2 separate regions of the Mus musculus genome follow, and region 1 is linked to region 2. Evidence: chromatin contacts called from public Hi-C data. All regions are on one chromosome and are shown on one strand. The core of a region is the stretch at or near the end of the contact, and the rest is flanking DNA. Distances in the headings are between cores, read along the strand shown. Region 1 has its middle 23 kb from the start of Pvt1. Region 2 overlaps Pvt1 (Pvt1 oncogene).

Region 1 (3,902 bases), core at 942-3,441, 180 kb after region 2:
TGTACATGGTTGTCCTCAATGTTCCTAAGACTCTAATGGTCTCAGAGTCCATGGATGTATTTACCCTTGGGCCTCTGCAGCATGCCAGAGCTATGAAGAAAGAGGTCAGAAATGAACATTTCTTCTTTGTTTGTATTTGTTCAGCAAATATGTATCCCCAGACTGTTATTTGTGAGGGTTACCTGTAGGCACAGAGGATGAGCAGAAACAGAAAACCAGGCCTGGATGGTGTTGGAGGACTTTCCTGCTGTCTGTGAAGTACTGGGTCCAGTCCCCAGCACTACACAGTATTGTGTTATCCAAGCTGCAATCCAGCATTTGGGAGGATACAGGCTTCCCAGTCAGAAGTTTAAGGTCATTCTTAGGCTCCACAATGAGGTAGAGACCAGCCTGGATTATATAATATTCCCTCAAAATAAAAACAAACAAACAAAGCACCAGAAAAAAACATTTCTGCCATCCATCCTGAAGCTCACCTTCTATGGAGAAGAAAACATTTTCGTAAGCAAAAGAGACCTTCCGTATATTAGAAGGTAGCAACTGCTGTGGAGAAAATAAAGCAGAGATGAGGATTTACTGGGCTGAATCATGCCCACCCCACCCCATTGGTATATTGAAGTCCTCACCCTCAGTACCTGGGAATGTGACCTTATTTGGAAATAGAGTCACTGCAAGAATAATTATTTGAGCTGAGGTCATAGTGGTATAAGGTGGGCCCTACTCTGAAGTGATTGGTGTCCTCATAAAACAGTGAAACTGCTCAGTCACAGAGAAGGCCTAGGTGAAGACCAGTGAGAAACAGTAAGAATGTCATTGAATGCTGGTGCTGAAGAGAAAGCAAGCATTATTGTTCTTGTAAAGAGCCTAGTTCAACATCCAGAACCCAAGTCTGGATGCTCTCACAACTATAACTCCCTCCTCTGCCTCCATTGCCACTATACTCATCTTATACAAACATACCCACACACAGATACTCATAATTAGTGCTAAAATACTTTGTAAAGAATGCTGTTTGAACATAAGGGTGGAGACCAGGGTAGTGCATCAATCAATCATGGCATGCCAAAGACATCAGGAGCTAAGAAAAAAAGGATGGAAGTCCATGGACTTAGAAAGATGGGGCTGGGCCAACCCCTTCACCCTGGACTTCTAGCCTTCAAAACTGTAACATCTTGGGAGCTGGAGAGATGGCTCACGGGTTAAGATCACTGACTGCTCGTGCAGAGATCCTGAGTTCTATTCCCAGCAACCACATGGTTGAGATCTGATGCCCTTTTCTGGTGTGTCTGAAGACAACTTCAGTGTGCGTATATATTATAAATAAATCTTTAAAAAACAAAACGAAGCCGGGCGGTGGTGGTGCACGCCTTTAATCCCAGCACTAGGGAGGCAGAGGCAGGCGGATTTCTGAGTTCGAGGCCAGCCTGGTCTACAGAGTGAGTTCCAGGACAGCCAGGGCTACACAGAGAAACCCTGTCTCAAAAGAACCAAAAAACCAAAAAAAAAAAAAAAACCAAAAAAAAAACAAAAAAAAAAAAAACAAAACGAAAGCCGGGCGTGGTGGCACACGCCTTTAATCCTAACACTTGGGAGGCAGAGGCAGGTGGATTTCTGAGTTCGAGGCCAGCCTGATCTACAGAGTGAGTTTCAGGACAGCCAGGGCTACACAGAGAAACCCTGTCTCAAAAAATCAAAACAAACAAACAAACAAACAAACAAACAAAAAACCCGATAACATCTTTACATTGTTTAAGCCTCCCAGAGTGTGGTCAGAGACAGGAGATGCTAGCAATATTGTTTAAGATGCAGGCCATTGAGTAATTGTAAGTGAGCTATGGTGGGTGGCCTCTAAAAGGATAACTCAGCTGCTGGATGAATGGGATGCCAGAAGTTAAAAAAAAAAATGGTGGTGGTGACACAGTCATTTTTGCATGGTTCAGAGGATGTGGGTGGAGGCAGTAAGGAGGGATGAAGTTTTAAAGAGTATGTATCTATAACTACACATCTGTTCAGGAGGTTCTAATATCAAATGTCTTCCCAAACACATTGATGGCTGCAATTATCACAAATTATTCGCAAAGGCATCCTTTTGGTTAACAAAGAAGGGGAAGGATATGTGGCACACCCCTTTAATCTCAGTGCTCAAATGGTGAAGGCCGAAGGGTCCTGAGTTCAAGGCTGGCCTATCTCACAACAAGAACAAAGGTACCTGTGCAATTCAGGCTATAAGCCGACTGGGCAACCTTCCCCCAGAGTGTTCTTGCTGCCTTCGGGTTCCTCGGAAACAGATGCAGGGTCACCTGTAGGAGGTTTATTAGGCAGAACCTTGGGAATCAAGGAAAACAGGCTGTAGCTGATGTCACCGGGAACTCTGCAATTAAGATGGCTATTCAGAGAAGCTCAGCTGAGGCTGGCAGGCTGAGCCTTGTCACTCTTAGATGTGGGCTACTCTGGGAGAGATCAATTACCCTGGAAGAAGGAGCTCAGAGATGGAGGCAGCAAGCATTTGTAGCAGCCGGGGGAGTAATGGATGCTGTGGTCAGAAAGACTAATTAGATCAGTGAATCTTGACATCAACTAAAATCCCTGGCTCCAGAAAGGCAGACAGCCAATATATCCATTTGGGCTTTACTTTTTTTTTTTTTTTTAAGTCCAGGGTAGTATTGATAGCCTTGACTGACCTGGAACTCACTATGTAAAGTAGGGTGGCTTCTAACTTTTAGTGGTCTTCTTGCCTCTGTGCTCACAACTGCTCTGATTACAGTGCTAGCTTCTATTCAGGCTTATTTCCTATCACTGGAGAAAAAGAAAAAGGAAAAAGAAAAAGGAAAAAGAAAAACAAAAAGAAAAAGAAAAAGAAAAAGAAAAAAGGATATGCTTTCATGAAAACACATATATTTGTTCTCTCGGTGTGGGCTTTTCTCATAATATTCTTTACTTGTACCAGCCTGTAGCTTGTGTTTGCAGTAGTGAATGTGTACATATCCGCACCTTCCTGGCAATAAATATAGTTTGGAAAGCATATTAGAACACTAGCTCTATCTCATTCTTGCCTCTCCACGGTGCCTTCCTCATCCCATTTAAATAAACATAGTCAAGGGATCCTGGGCTTTAGGCTAAACACTAGAAAATGGACCAGAAGTGGCTTGGAGTCACTGAGTGGTTTTATGAAACCTGAGGCTCCAGGATGTTGGTGTCACTCAACTGTATCATCATTCTCTCTAGTCATCATCCTTAATTTTTTTAATCTTTAATAAATATTTATTTATTTTACTATTTTGAGTTTATGAGTGTTTTGCCTGAATGCTTGTATGTGCACTATATGTGTGTCTGGTACTCACAAAGTTTAGAAGAAGATCCTAGATCCCTAAAATTGGAGCTACACATAGTTGTATCTGTTAGATGAATGCTGAGAATCCAATTGGGTCCTTTCGAAGAGCAACAATTGCTTCAAATCCCTGAGACCATGCTCCAGCCATTGTTATTAAGTTTTTGAAACACAATCTCATTGTATTTCCAGTGCTGGCTTAGAACTCACAGGCCTCTTTCAGTCTTTCTTTCTTTTTTTTTTTTTTTTCTCCCTGAGAAAGGGTTTCTCTGCGTAGCCCTGGCTGTCCTGGAACTCACTCTATAGACCAGGCTGGCCTCAGAAATCTGCCTGCCTCTGCCTCCTAAGTGCTAGGATTAAAGGCGTGCGTCACCACGCCCGGTGACACAAATTTTAATATTTCTAGTTATGTGCTTATTGTGTGCATGTTGAGAGGAACCTTCATGGGAAATTTCTTACCTCCCACACTGTGGGTCCTGGGGATTGAATTCTGGTTGTCATCAGCCTTGGTGGAGGGATTGGCTGAGTCCATTGGTCGCTTTCAGTTCAACCCAAAGCAAAAGCAGGCTTACCT
Region 2 (3,961 bases), core at 1,006-3,505:
CCCACAAAACTGTAAGCCTGCTTTTGGTGACAATGTGGATGAAAGTAGAAGACTTCGGTCATTATGACAGGTGACAGACCCAGGCACACAGAGCCAAGTGCCACAGGAGCATCACTCATAGGCAGAATTGGAAAGGTTGATCTCAGATATTCAGAGAATAATGCCACACTGGAGGATGGAGTAGGGAGGAAAAGAGAAAGTGGCTGGGCAGTGGGTACCAGACTATAGTTAGAAGAAGTAAACATTTCTCTTTGCCATGGTATAGTACAGATAATAACAATAAAACAGCAATAATAGTAACATTATGCTGTGTATTTCCAAATGCTAGAAAAATATTTTGAATGCTTATTCCATAATAAAATGATAAATGAGATCATTGAGATAGCTCATTGAGTAAAGATGCCACCAAGCCTGACAACCTGACTTGGATACCCACATGCCTAGTGGCATACACACATGCATACAAACACATGCACATAACACACAAAATAAATGGAAAATTAAAAAGAAATAATACATGATTTTAGAGATAGAAGTATTTCCCAGATTGACACATTATACTGTGTTTATGTGTATTTATGCACTGTGTGACACACCCTTAAATCTGTGCTTCTTAATATATTAGTCTTTTAGAAGTTTTCTGAAAGTAACTGGGTAGCCCTCTTCTACTAGCCATTTGGTCCTTGGGATAGCGAGATGGTGATAGAAAGAGGTATGGCTTCCAAATTGCTTCATGAAAAGCAGCCATCTACTCACTAGCTACACCCTGTCTGGGCTATTATGTAAAAAAAGAGGCTATTTTAAGTTAAATATTAAGGTTTGCTTGTTATAGCATCTACAGTCATTCTAACTAAACACTCCACTCTTCCCTTTCTTCATTGGATTTGAAGACTGAAACTCACATGGTCAATTAATTATAACAAGGGAATGTTGCTGGAAATGTATTGATGGCTATCAGATTCTTAGACAGTTTTCAGAGTCTATGATCTTTCCAGAAGGCCCAACTGCTGGCATGCCAAGAGCTCAAGTGCTCAAAATCCAGAAAGAACATTCAGGGCAAAATACCCTGAGAAGAACAAAGCATTCAAATAGCAGCTGTACTGCCCAGGTTCCTGTCTCTCTTGGTCATCTCTGTCTTTCTAGAACTATATTTTCAGTGGTCATAGAAATCTCTAAACATTCTCAAAGCTTTCTTATTGCATTGAGTATTAAAGAAAAATGGATCCTTTTTTCAGTTTGCGGTGTATGTGTTCATGTGTGTGTATGACATGTGCTCCTGTGTTTGGGGAGGCCCCAGGTTACTATCGGGTGGTTTCTCAATTTCTTTCTGTCTTACTTATTACGATAGAGTCTCTCATTGAATCTAGAGTTCATTGGTTTGATTAAACTGGCTGGCCAGCAAGCCTTTAAGAGTTCCACCTCCCAGCCCTTAGTTGCTTACACAGTAAAGCAAGCGTTTTACTAATGGAGCCACTACCCAACCCCCTCATTCCTGTAAAATGGCTGAAAAGGCCAACCCCACCTCATTTGTGTTGTCTGTTCAGTCATTATCAGCGCCACCCACAACCAGCCATAGCTGGGCTGCTTCAGAGAAGCTAAAGAACTTATCAGAAATAACTGCTTGATTTGACATTAAGGGCAGAGTTGCAGAGAGGGACACTTCAGAAAACACTTCCCCACTTCAAATTAGTCATCTTCTAGCACTAATGAGAGTCTGAGGATATCACAAAATAATGAACTTCTTGGGCAATTCTAAATCAGGTGGAGGGGGGTCAGTATTCAGCACCAATCAGAAAGATTCTAAAATGTGAACTTGATAAAGAACATTTTTCTTCTTCTAAATAGAGTCTCACCATGTAGCCCTGGCTGTCCTAGAATTCTCTCTTTAGACCAGACTGGCCTCAAGCTCAGAGCTCTGAGTGCCTCTGCCTCCCAAGTGCTGGGATTACAGGTGTGTACCACGTGTCTGGCTCTTGTTCAAGAGCTTTAATATGTTGCTTAAAGAAGACAACCTCCTAGAGAAAACCTAGTCACATTCTGTATATGAAGCCTGTTGGTTTAGATGGTAGTACACTCAGCCTTGGGAGGCATGGGTGGAAAAGATAGCGCTTTTCACCTTACGAATACAATGTAATATTGCTTTCAGGCCCAGATGCTTTCCTGAAGGTTTCAGGACCAGCTGGCTCTCCACTGATCATCGCCTCCACATTTCCCAGAAGTCTGAAAGGGTAAACAGGGCTGCTCATTGGAAGGACTCTAGTGTTTAACAGAGTCTCAGGATGTATTCATTTACTGAATGGAGTCAAATGAGTGAATGAGTCATACCAGTAAAACAGAATGGGGGGAAAAAAAAGCAAGCAAGAAAGAAAGAAATCCTAACTCCAAGGCAACGCACTTGAATGCTTAGGTGCATAGGTAATTATGGAAACCTCAGTATGTGCCAGCAATGTGTAAGCCAGGGATAATGTTAAGAACAATCTTGTACTTAAAGGGCAATGATTATCTGCATTTCGTAACAAAGCAGGGTAGAAAGGGGGACAAAGAAGTGGTCTATCTCTCTTTTGAGCACGTTTCTAGAGTCAGCATGGCAGACAAAACCCTCTCAGAGCTGGACCTTGTTTCTACTTTGGACATGAGAGCCAGTGAGCTAATGAAAGGCAGTGTGGCTGTAGCCCGGCTTCCCTCACACCTCTCTGGCCTAGGTGCAGTGCGTGGCTCAGAACAGTCCATGGTAATACCTTGTAAAACCACAGGTGGAAGGCAAGGCGCCTGGCCCAGAGGAAACCCAGTAGTACTTTCTGAAAGGTAACCACTGACTCTCTAAATGTCAGAGGAGGCCCACTTGCACGTTAATTAAGAAGAGCCATCAATGGTTCTGGAAACTAGCCATCAAAGCCACCTGTGACTCTATTCTTGAGTAGAGAAGGTAACCAGCGACCAAGGCGACCTTTATCAGATGACTCACCACGCAAGTGCCGGGGATGTTGTCAACTTCAGTTTGTAAAACAGAAACCGAATGAACAAACCCGCTGCCGCCTTGCAGTCCTATCTGGCTACAAGTCTTGGGAGGGATACAGTGCAGACCAGCCCGGCATTAACTGAGAAGAGATGCAATTTGAACAGCCCTCCTGGTTCATATCATAGAGAGTTGATATGTGGCGATACATTGGAGGAACAGCGTCCTAACAATGGACTCCAATGGCCACGGGGATAATTCTTGTATCATTAAAATTTGTTTGGGTGTGTAGACAAACATTTGTAATCCAGACACTTGGGGAAAAGGATTGAGAGTTCGAGGTCAGCACTACCCTGTCTGCGGGGTAAAAATAATCAACTCAAGTCCCTGCCATGGATACACCAATTTGAGCCAGGACATACAAGGCATACAGTAGTCACAAACTGGGAAGCTGGGTCAACAGTAAGTCCAATGACATCTCCCCTGCTTCCACGTGTGCTTAGAACATTAGCTTAGTGGAACTACAGTCTCTTTTTGAATTCCTGTCAATCTATCCAGCAGTCAAAAGAAATCCTTGCTGCCCAGCCTTGGAAATAGTGATGATTTTTCTAAAATCATGTCTTATTATACTAGGGTTCTTGCCAGAGTCTACTTTGACTGTCAAAACCTTGTAAGTTAGAAAGACTGAGTTGGAGCATGCTCACCAGGATAACACACACATATTTGAATTCAAAGAGAAATGGCATGCCGTCTTCAACATGATAAAGATCGCCCCTCTGCCTTTGGTCACTTCAAGGTCTGATGACAGAAACCATAGTACTGGATGGTAGTTTGCCCAATAACCTTTAGATCTGCATGCTTCCCATCCACATAAGCGTACGTTTAGATCGGCCCTGCCACTGGATTTACCAAATGTTTGGAGATTTTGTAGTGTGCTTCCCAAGGCCTCATGCTGTACAGCTGTTTTCTCAAAAATAAGTTTTGAAAAATCACAGAGCTCCAGGG

Evidence for each region. A called contact is a pair of places that touch in the nucleus more often than the background predicts.
Region 1: a contact with region 2 is called in a Hi-C map of the N1E-115 cell line, with 4 times the contacts expected there. A contact is called at or near these places in 2 of 484 Hi-C or Micro-C datasets (the N1E-115 cell line and nephron progenitors) and 2 of 130 datasets of targeted methods (embryonic stem cells and extraembryonic endoderm stem cells).

What each region holds. Positions count from the first base shown.
Region 1 is chr15:62,013,515-62,017,416 of GRCm38.p6, reverse strand. No RefSeq gene overlaps it. Among named protein-coding and RNA genes, the nearest start is that of Pvt1, 23 kb to the left of the region's middle.
Region 2 is chr15:62,188,770-62,192,730 of GRCm38.p6, reverse strand. The region is part of intron 2 of Pvt1 (Pvt1 oncogene); the gene reads right to left. Among named protein-coding and RNA genes, the nearest start is that of Pvt1, 150 kb to the right of the region's middle.